Regions from separate parts of the Sus scrofa genome. Here region 2 is linked to region 1. The links are chromatin contacts, called in public Hi-C maps. All regions are on one chromosome and are shown on one strand. The core of a region is the stretch at or near the end of the contact, and the rest is flanking DNA. Distances in the headings are between cores, read along the strand shown. Region 1 overlaps ZNF648 (a long non-coding RNA gene). Region 2 overlaps ZNF648 (a long non-coding RNA gene).

What was found. A called contact is a pair of places that touch in the nucleus more often than the background predicts.
Region 2: a Hi-C map of alveolar macrophages shows a contact between it and region 1, with 2.9 times the contacts expected there. The contact joins two enhancer-like sites. A contact is called at or near these places in 1 of 5 promoter capture datasets (liver), 10 of 47 Hi-C or Micro-C datasets (alveolar macrophages, embryonic fibroblasts, fetal skeletal muscle and 5 more) and 2 of 2 datasets of contacts at active chromatin or transcription factors (alveolar macrophages and skeletal muscle).

Annotation. Positions count from the first base shown.
Region 1 is chr9:123,519,988-123,525,059 of Sscrofa11.1, forward strand. The region is part of intron 10 of ZNF648 (a long non-coding RNA gene); the gene reads right to left. Among named protein-coding and RNA genes, the nearest start is that of ZNF648, 180 kb to the right of the region's middle. Within about 2 kb of position 2,569, at least 7 of the 83 cell types and tissues checked have an H3K27ac peak or open chromatin away from gene starts, as enhancers often do. A contact at or near this core is called in alveolar macrophages, where this site is marked.
Region 2 is chr9:123,652,043-123,657,114 of Sscrofa11.1, forward strand. The region is part of intron 1 of ZNF648 (a long non-coding RNA gene); the gene reads right to left. Among named protein-coding and RNA genes, the nearest start is that of ZNF648, 52 kb to the right of the region's middle. Within about 2 kb of position 2,234, at least 9 of the 83 cell types and tissues checked have an H3K27ac peak or open chromatin away from gene starts, as enhancers often do. A contact at or near this core is called in alveolar macrophages, where this site is marked.

The DNA of each region.
Region 1 (5,072 bases), core at 1,319-3,818:
GCATTTCAGGAACAGCGCCCCGGGAAGTTGGGAGGTGCTGGTCAGAGAGGAACATACACTAAAACTGGGAATATGGAGGAGGTGTGGATTTTATCAGTGTCGGGCTTTAGAGCATCTGCAGTAGGGTGGAGTGTGAGATCGCTGGAGGAGAGGCCATCAGGGAACTGAGCAGCCAGGTACATGAATGAGGTTCTAGTTCCCAAATTAGCACACCATGGTGTTGGTGAGAGGGACAGTGAGCCAGGTGCTAAGAGCCACATGTGAAGTGAAGGGAAGGGATCTGGGGTTGGGGGAGACTGTACCAAGGAGGGGCTGCAGGCTGATGACTTGACCTTTAGAGCTGGGAATTTCCTAAAAGAATGGCCCGAAACAGCAAGAAGGGAAGAAAAAGACACCTGCCCCACCCTGTACACTGTAAGACAGGAGAAAAATCCATCACCCTTGGAGCAGCCTGCATGGAACTGTTCCAGAAGAGAGCCAGAGTTCAATGAGAGTAAAAAGGGAAAGAGAAGATACAGGAGAATGTTTCTGTTGGTAACTTCCCACCACACCTAGAACCTCTCAGACCAAGTCTCAGGCCACCTGCTCACTCCCTCTCCAGCCACAGCGTCTTTAGCATGCTTCTTAGATATGCCGCATTCTTTGCGACCCCAGGTCCGTTGCATAGGCTGGCATGCTTTCTTTTTTTGAAATCACACCCCTGCCCCCACCCTAATCCTCTCCATCTCATGTTGAATATTACTTCCTCTAAGAAACCTGGCTGAATGCCTTCCTTAAATCAGGGTGCTGTGCGGATGCCGTAGAAGGGGTCCACACACACTTTCTGCCATCAAGTGGTCCACACTCTGGTGAAGCAGATGAGGAAGTGAGCGGGTGATTTGAAGTTTGCTAAGAGCCATGCTGGGGCAAACCCAGAGCATATGGGGGCACACAGGAGAAACCCTTAGCTCAGCCATAGTGGTGGAGATTCAGGAAATGACGGAGCAGAGGCCCAGAGGATGAGCAAGAGTTAGTCCAGAGAGGGTGGGAGGCGCCGGAGAGAACACAGGGACCTGGGAGCCTTCTGATGGCTGGAGTGAGAGGAGGTGGAAGGGGCTGGTGCTCTAGAGATGAGGATGCAGGGCCTTCGGACATGCTAAGGATTTGGGCTCCCTCCTGGGGATCATGGGAGTCCACTAAAGGATGATTGTTTTGTCTTTCAAAGGCATGCAGTTCTTTCCTGAAGCATTAGGAGCAGAAGCAGACCATGCTTGCACTTGGCCCCCATGATGTTTGGCCCCAGAAGGAGTGCAGAGCTGGCACTGGGGAGCCAGAGGACCCCAACCTTCTGGGGCACAAAACAAGGCCAGAGGAGAATATTTGGCTCCAATCCTGGAGCCACGAGAGCTACAGAATGTCCTGGACTACTGGCCTCCCACCCACGACCCAGATGGTTTGATTCACCCACCTTACGACAGGTACACCTTCTCCATTTGATTCTCGTGCCATGTCTCGACCTTCGTTGTACCTGTTATCAGTAGAATCTGCTACAGACCCTGCTGTGCAGGAACAGTGAGTTCCTTTGTTTTCTTTGTGGTTTGAAGGCCTATTTCTCTACTTCTGGGTCTATGTCGAGATCGCCGAGTCCTTCACAGGCCCAGAGGTCCTTGGACTTTGTCTCCACGGGTTGCCATGGAGACAGCCAGGGCCCATAGCTGCCTCTCTGCCGTTCTCAGGACCTGGAAGCTCTTTGCAAAGCTGGGAGGGCAGCACGTCCTGGCACGGCAGCCACTTCCCTCTGGGGCCTTGATACGCCCCTGGGGCCCTGTGGGGCCAGGTGCCAGGTTGGGAGTGGTGAGTTGGAGCCCTGGCCCCACGTGGGCCAGACCTCTGCAGAGGGAAGAAGCCCTCCCTGCCTTCTGCTTCCCCTGGTTACTCGGCCCGTTCTTTCAAACCCAGGCTTCTCTCTTGTACTTTTATAATAGCCCTGGAGGCCTCTAAAACCCAGAATCTAGTTTGAGCAACTGAAAACTGGTTTCCCTTTCTCATAATCCTTACATCTGCTCAGAAATTGAGGGGAAATGTTTGCATTTCATCCTCTGGCGGGTAGCCAAGAAATGGATTAAAAGGAAAACCATTCCGTTTCCATATTCCAGCAGCCGGAATGTCTTGCTAGTCCTGTTGCCTGAAATCTCCTCTCCCATCTTTCACCTGCCTGACTCCCACTTAACCTCAGCTCAGATGGAAATTATCCATATTGCTGAATCCGAATCGCCCTCCCTTCTCACTCCCCTGCACTACTTCCCTCGGTGTGGCCAGCCCACACCTGGCTGGGGTCAAATGTGTGATAAACTGAACCGAATCCAGGGCAAGATCTGCTTGTTGACTGGCAGGTGCCCAAGAAAGATGGGTTTAAACGAGAGGCTCCAGGAAAGGCACAGGACTGGGGGGACACTGCAGTTCTCAGAACTGGGCATTCGAAGGCAGAACGGGAAAGGGAGGGCTGGGCCACGCCCCCTGAATCCCACCTCCACTTACACCAGGCAGCTGACGATGGGAGACGTTTCTAGGATGTACCAGCAGGTGGCAGCATTGCCCCTCAGATGAAGGGCTCCCTCGGCAAGATAAGCTAGAACAGCTTCCTGCTGTGGGAGGCAGCCCCCCAGGTCCCCTTCTTCAGGCCCCAGTCTGAGGGTGATTTGAGGCACAGACAAGGCCTGTGCTCTATATGAAGTAGGGATCTGTAACCATTTGTGGATCCAATTTTTTTTTAATTCTAAGCCTAGATCTAGAGGTAGATCCACAGGCCTCAGCCAGAACCACTGACTCAGAAGCTCCTGGGTGGTCTCTGGGAAGCCCCAGGTGATTTTGATACAAGCAGGTCAAATTCTCATTTGTGTGATTAGATTCTGAAGGCCAGCCTTTCAGGCACCAAATTGACTTTATCCATAGGAAAACCTAGCACAGCTCAGCCCACAGCCCCCACCTGCTCCTCTGCCCAGAGGCACAGAACTTCAAGGGCAAGGCTGAGCAGGTGGCTCCAGGCATCGGTAGGAGTGGGCTGCTGGTTGCAAAGATAGCAGTGCCCTCCCGCACAACCTCGCGCTCCCATAGCTCCCTCATCTCTCCTTGTTCTTTTTTTTTTTTTTTTTTTTTTTTTTTGTCTTTGTCTTTTTGCCATTTCTTAGGCCGCTCTCGAGGCATATGGAGGTTCGCAGGCTAGGGGTCGAATCGGAGCCATAGCCATTGGCCTACGCCAGAGCCACAGCAACATGGGATCCAAACCGCATCTGCAACCTACACCACAGCTCACGGCAATGCCAGATCCTTGACCCACTGAGCAAGGCCAGGGATTGAATGCGTAACCTCATGGTTCCTAGTCGGATTCGTTAACCACTGAGCCACGACGGGAACTCCTCACCTTGTTCTTACACAGGCCTTAGCTCTGTCTGCAGCCAGAACACAACCCACCCACCTCCAGCTGAGCTTTAACCCCAGGACTCACTGATGGGTCTGCTGAAGGAAGCGGTCTCGTGGCCAACTCCGCCACCTCTCAAGCAGGTGGCATTTCCAGCAGCACCCCATGAAATTATGCTGTGGTGTTGGGGAGGGGGGCAAGTTGGCAGGGCTACCCACATGTGGAAAATCTGGGGTAGGGTGGACCCAGCTCACCCCTGGAAAGGAACTTTGAGCACAAAACCAGAGAGAGGGCCAGAGAGGATGTGCCATCTGGGCAGACACAGGACCCCCGAACCCAGTCCTTGAGCTTGTGGTAGGGTCATGCTTGACACCAGCCCAGCAAAGCCACGTCCTAAAACCAAAGAGGGAGCAGTCCGAGAGGCAGGATCGCTGTCTTCGGGGAGCAGAGGACTTCTGTGTGCTCCAGCCCCTCCCCACCTCCCTGCCCCAAGGATCTCATGGCCGGACGTTGCAGGCTTCTCCCCTTCAGTGAAAAGTTTGGGGTCTTTGCTTAATGAGGTCAGGATATTTGGCGCAGACAGCAGGCAGGATGGAGAAGGAGGGGCCACAGGGTGGGTAAAGCCTTGCTCTCTGCCTTTTTTGGCTCCAACCTGACTGCATCACCCCACTTCATGCTTCCTTCTGAGTTTGCCTACGACAAGGAAAGCTTCCACCAGGAAATCCCCTCTCAGCCACCCCATGGGCCCCGGTGAGTGGGTGTAGGTGCCACGGACAGGGTGGGGAGTGGCAAGCCCATGACACGGCTGGTGCCCCACCCTCCCCACGTCTCTCACAGCCTCACCCCTGTTGTCTGGAAAAGGAGCATCTCAAGAACAGAGCCGCCTTGCGTTCCAGGAGAATGCACTCTTTCTCTGCTATCTAATGGCGCTCTGGCCAAAAAAATGTGCATCTCCCTGCCTTCCGTTCTTCCTCCTCGAGGGCCTCATGGTGTCCTTTATCAGCCCACATTGCCGAGCTCCGGGAAACAGGTGAGTTATGTCCACTGGGAGCAGACTCCTCCCTGTGGCGTCCCCAGATCTCGGCATCTGGGGCCAAGTCCCTCCTCCTCTGCCCCAGGCCTGCCACCTCCCATGAGTCACTCAGGTAACCAGGAGGGCAACCACAGGAGGAAAACCACCATCGTTGCCCTGCGGGGCAGTCCCCACTCGGGGCAGAGTAGAGCCGGGCACTACTCACAGTCCACAAAAGTCAGGCCTGTCAGAGATGCTGGGCGGGGCAGCCAGAGAAGCATCCCAGGACTCAGCCTGCATCCTGATTTGCGAATGCTGATGTCAGCATTGCCTGATGCCCTCTTATGGGGTAAGAACCAGGAAGGGCAGAAATAATGAGGCCAGAATGGTGCTGGGTGAATTGTATGGAAAACGAGCATTGAGTCCATCACGCCGGTCAACGCCTTTTCATAAACAAGCTGCCTGCTGCTCTTCCTTCCTGGCTCATCCCAAACACACCCTCCCTCCTCCACGTCCATATCCCAGATTTGCTGCTTCATTTGAACACATGTGGTTCCTTTATGGTGTGTCCTCTCACCCGGGGAGCCCTGGGTGGCTTTGGTGACAGAGCAGCTCTTGGGCTTGGGGTCCTGATTTGGCTACACCTCTCAAAGTGAGGGGAGA
Region 2 (5,072 bases), core at 984-3,483, 130 kb after region 1:
TATGTGGTAGCTGTTATTTTAATATTATTGAATATATACATATTACATATATTATGTACTACTATATACAAATAAAATATATTCATATACCATATGTAATAATACATTGACATTATAACATAATAACATATATTATTACATACAATAATATATTATTATTATACAATAATATTAATAACATATACAAATAATAAAAGTTGTATCCATCAGGATTCAGGACAGGAAACAGAAATCTGCTTTATTTATATTAACTAGGAGTTAATTTAATGATTGGGAACGAAGCTAATAAAGGAATAAGTTAGCAGAAGGGCTGAAGGAGCAGATTCTATATAGTCTGGGGCTCCAGAAACAGCCTCCAGAACATGGAAATGACCTAGCAGGGGAGGTACCACCTCTGGGGCACCTCGGGTGGTGGTTTGGAACCCTCAAACCTGGGCTCCCTCTGCTACAGCCCTTCCCTCTCAGTGCCCCAAAAGTTGGAACATGAGCACCATGGCCAAAAACCTTCACATTTCCACAACCTTGGTTGTCAGCAAAAATGCCTACAAGAGGTCAACTTAAATAAGCCTTGCAGGTGGGAATTAAGCAAAAAGACTCATTATTTGGGAATCAAAGATTTGCAATTTGGGCACACAGATTTGGACAGCAGCCCAAATAGTGTTCTACTAGGGCTTTTAAAGACAGAGAAGGCAGGTCTGCATTACAAAGACTTAAGCTAGTCTTGGCTGAAGGGCTATCACTAGTGGGAGGTAAAAGCTCCTGGCCTCCAAGGTTTATGCTACAAACTGCAGGCCACACACACAAACACATGGAAGCATACATACCACACTCATCACACCATTCTCCTTACCATGCACAAGCACAGAGACACTCACCACACATATACACACACCACATAACCACACACACACAGACACAAATATACATATCACAAATATATACACACAAATATACACACCATGCCACACACATAAACATATACCACATATACACACATAGACACAACACACACACGGCACACACAGTCTCACACATTATATATGTACCACAAACATGCACAAAGCACACATATACTGCAAACATATACACATGCATGAATATACTCCACTTCTCGGTAAGGGTCTCACTATGGTTTAGCCACATGATAAGAGGTTTAGAACAACGGCTGTGGACTGGGAATGTGGGAAGTATGTCTACAAAACAGTATCAGAAATGAAAAAAGCAGAGAAAGTGATATATACACAAAGACGAAATCTGTTAAAATGTATGTATGATAATTATAGGGACAGGAAAACAAAGTAAGCAACGTGAATAATAGACGTTTAATAACCTTTGGATCATTTTCTGCAAAAGGTTTCAGTTGAGCAGTAAAATGTTTCCAGTGACTGCTCTTTAGCCCAACACAGTCGCTGTGTAGCCACTGACTTATTTCCATGGGGCAGGGTCTGCTTGGCCCCTAGCGCATTTCTTTCCTTTGTTGTTGCTATTTCTTGGGCCACTCCTGCGGCATATGGAGGTTCCCATGCTAGGGGTCGAATCGGAGCTGTAGCCACCGGCCTACGCCAGAGCCACAGCAACTCGGGATCCGAGCCGCATCTGCAACCTACACCACAGCTCACGGCAACGCCGGATCGTTAACCCACTGAGCAAGGGCAGGGACCGAACCCGAAACCTCATGGTTCCTAGTCGGATTCGTTAACCACTGTGACACGACGGGAACTCCTTTTTTTTTTTTTTTTTTTTTCTTTTTTTTTTTTCTTTCCATTCTGAATGCACCTGTTGTTAGGTGGACAGCCCAACGAGCCCCTGCAGTGTCTACTGATGACAGAGCTTGCCATCCACTCCATCTTGTTCTTCCAAGCTCCCTTTCTGCCCCACATTTCTGCCCCACATTCTTGCCTCCAAATACAAACAGGGAAATTTAGGAATTTGGTGCTGACCCTATTGAGACACCAGCTTCCCACAGTCCCACTTTCTTCTAGAGCTACAGTTCATCTCTGTGTGCCTAGGGGGCGCTCAGGCCCAGGAGTTGAAAATGTCGGAAGTTCCCTTTAGTATTTCTAAGGCCCAGAAGGGAAGGGCTGGAAATCGAATTTAAGGGGTTACCAGTGAGAATGGTGGCTGGGGGTTGTCCAGGAGGAGAGGGTGGGCTAGTTGTAAATATATCTCCAAGACTCACCATCTCATTGAAGTTCAAATCTAAAAAGGATCATACAGACCGGCAGGTATAATCCCTTCATTTCTCAGATACAGAAGAATGAGTGATATGTTTAGAGTTAAAACTAGTTAGAAGCAACTCTATACCAACAGATGTAGAATTCTTCTCTCACGGAGCAAATGATTATCATTTTTTTATCTTCCTGTTCTACAGTACTCTTTCACTGATTCAATGTATGGGCCAAAATTTTATTCTGGGTATGAGACTATTAGAGAAGCTAATCAATATATTTATATACCTTAAGACTATTTAGTAGAAGAATTAGAAAACAATTACACAATAGTCACAAATCAGTTGTTTGATGCAAACATGTCCTGCTTTAATATAGTTCAAAATACAAACATCCAAATTAAAAAATAAGGTGTGATTGCTTCATTATAAAATATACCTAGTTTGTGGCTTTTTTTAAAGAGGAAGTTTCTTTTCTTTTTTTTTTTTTTTGGTCTTTTTAGGGCTGCACCTGCAGCATATGGAAGTTCCCAGGCTAGGGGCTGAATCGGAGCTGTAGCCTCTGGCCTACACTACAGCTACAGCAACACTGGATTGGAGCGGCATCTGTGACCTACACCACAGCTCACAGCAACACCAGATCCTTAACTCACTGAGAAAGGCCAGGGATCGAACCTACATCCTCATGGATGCTTGTCAGTTTTGTTAACCACTGAGCCATGACAGGAATTCCTTCTTTAAGAGGAAGTTTCTCCCACGCATTTCAACACTGAAGTTTTCAGGGAAAGGGGGGCATAACTCAAGGAAAATGAGGATGAATCTGTGTGGAGTTTTGGCATCCCATCCTGAAAATTCTCATGTGTGTTTTACTATGTTTACAAAACAGCAAGAAACAAGGACAGAGGGATTAGTGATGAGGACCAGAGGTCTAATCCCACACTGGCCATTAATCCCAAGACCTTCCATGTGTCTCTGAATTTTGTGAGCTCCAAGTTCCCCTACAAAATGACAGGCTGAGACCAGACATGCTCTCTGGGTCCTTCTTAGGTTGCAAAGCAGAGTGGGAGTGTGGACAGACAGAAGAGTCAGACCAACGGGAGCTGGTTCACCTCCATCTGTGACTCTGAGCCAGTTGCTTCTCCAGACTGCAGTTCTCTTTAGAATATAAAATGCATGCTACCCACGATGCAGGATGTTTGTTAAATGAGAAAATACATACAGAGTGCTTAGACACTGCCTGCCACATCATTGTGGAAGTAATTTTATTTATCCCCACCTCTAACCTTGCCATTGTCAGTTAATAACCACATCAATTTTACAAAGAATTCACGGCATCTGCCTGCCTTAGGGTAACATCTTAGGGATTCAGTCCCAGAGTCCCTAAGTCCTTAAGGACTTGGCCTTTTGCTTCCACAAAATGCCTTTTGCTATCGATGTGGGAGGGATGGAAGCCAGATGGATGGAGGGGGTCCCCACTCCCCTGCCACCATTGCAGCTTTTTGGAGCACACTTTTCTCCCGCTGTGGTTTGGCTTTATTTGTTTTGTCTTCTTTGAGTTTTGCTCACTTGCTCTTTAGAGATGACTTCATTTTTTTGAGATTCACTTTTTCACCTGACTCTTCCTTCACTCATGCTATTATTTCCTGATTAAGTCATTTCCCCAAACTCCCCTCTCTTTCATCTGGCTAATGCTCCAGGGCTTAGCTTTCCTCATGGAAATTTTTCTGAACCATCACTGCCCTGCTATTTGCTTTCATAGCACCCCGCGTGTCTCCTTCCTAACACTTACCACAATTATAGTCACATAATTGTGTCATATTAGTCTATCTCCCTTACCAGGCTGCAGCTCCCAGAAAGCAGCAATCTTTTCTATTTTATTCAGAGATCTGCCCCTCACAGTAGACTTACTGGTACATAGTAAAATTCCATGAATATGTGTTGAGTGAATGGGTGGCTAAATGAATGAAAAATGAATGAGTGAATGAATCCCTGAAGCCAGCTGTCATGCCTGGCTCATTAGTAGCAGTTCTGTCCCTTTTCTCCTTCCATATTTAGTTTCATCTTCACTCTTGGCAGGATTTCTTCACAGCTTCTCTTACACTCTTAAAGAAGGAATTGATTTATTGCTGCCACAAAAGATTCAACCAAAAAGGCCCGATAGATCGATAGATCGTGATTTTAGGGAAACAATCCTGCTCATGCATCCACAGTTGGCATTCTAATCTACTTTGGGATATCCATGCGATTAGCAAGAGATGCTGAGGGGCTAAAGGATCTTATTGATGACAGAGCTCAGTTTGGATTCAATTTTGACAATTTTTTTCTGCCCCACAATTCACTACTAACAAGTCTAGGTTGGGTCTCCCTTTTGTTATGGGATTTTCTACTCTCATCAGGCTCCCAGGTCATCAAATGAGCAGGTGAGCAGATAAGAGCTCCAGAAAAGGAAGGTGAGGGAAATCAATATTTTCCCCTGATGACAACAGCCCTTAGAGCCAAGAGAACACTTGAGTCTTAGAAAGTAACATCCAAGAGGGAGCAGAGAGGGAAGGCCGAACAGTGCCTTCTCCTGAGCGCACCTCACATTACTCTTATTTTTCTCTTTATGTTTTTCTCCGTAATGGAATAGCAATGCACAGGAGTAGCTTTCCTCTCCCAGGGCGGTCTGACTGAAGATTGGGTTGAACAACCACAGGCAGCTATGGAGGAAACGTTTTCCATAAGAATTTTCTGGAGCCCTGCTGTGTTTGGTTCAGCCTTCAGGTTTCCTGACAATACAGCTTTGTTCTCCTTTCCCCCCGGGTACCTGATTCAGGGCTAAGGTGATTGTGCTTCGCAGCAGAGGGGGCTCCTTCTCAAACTCCCAGAGGTGAATTGTCATTATGAGGGAAACAATAGGCCACCC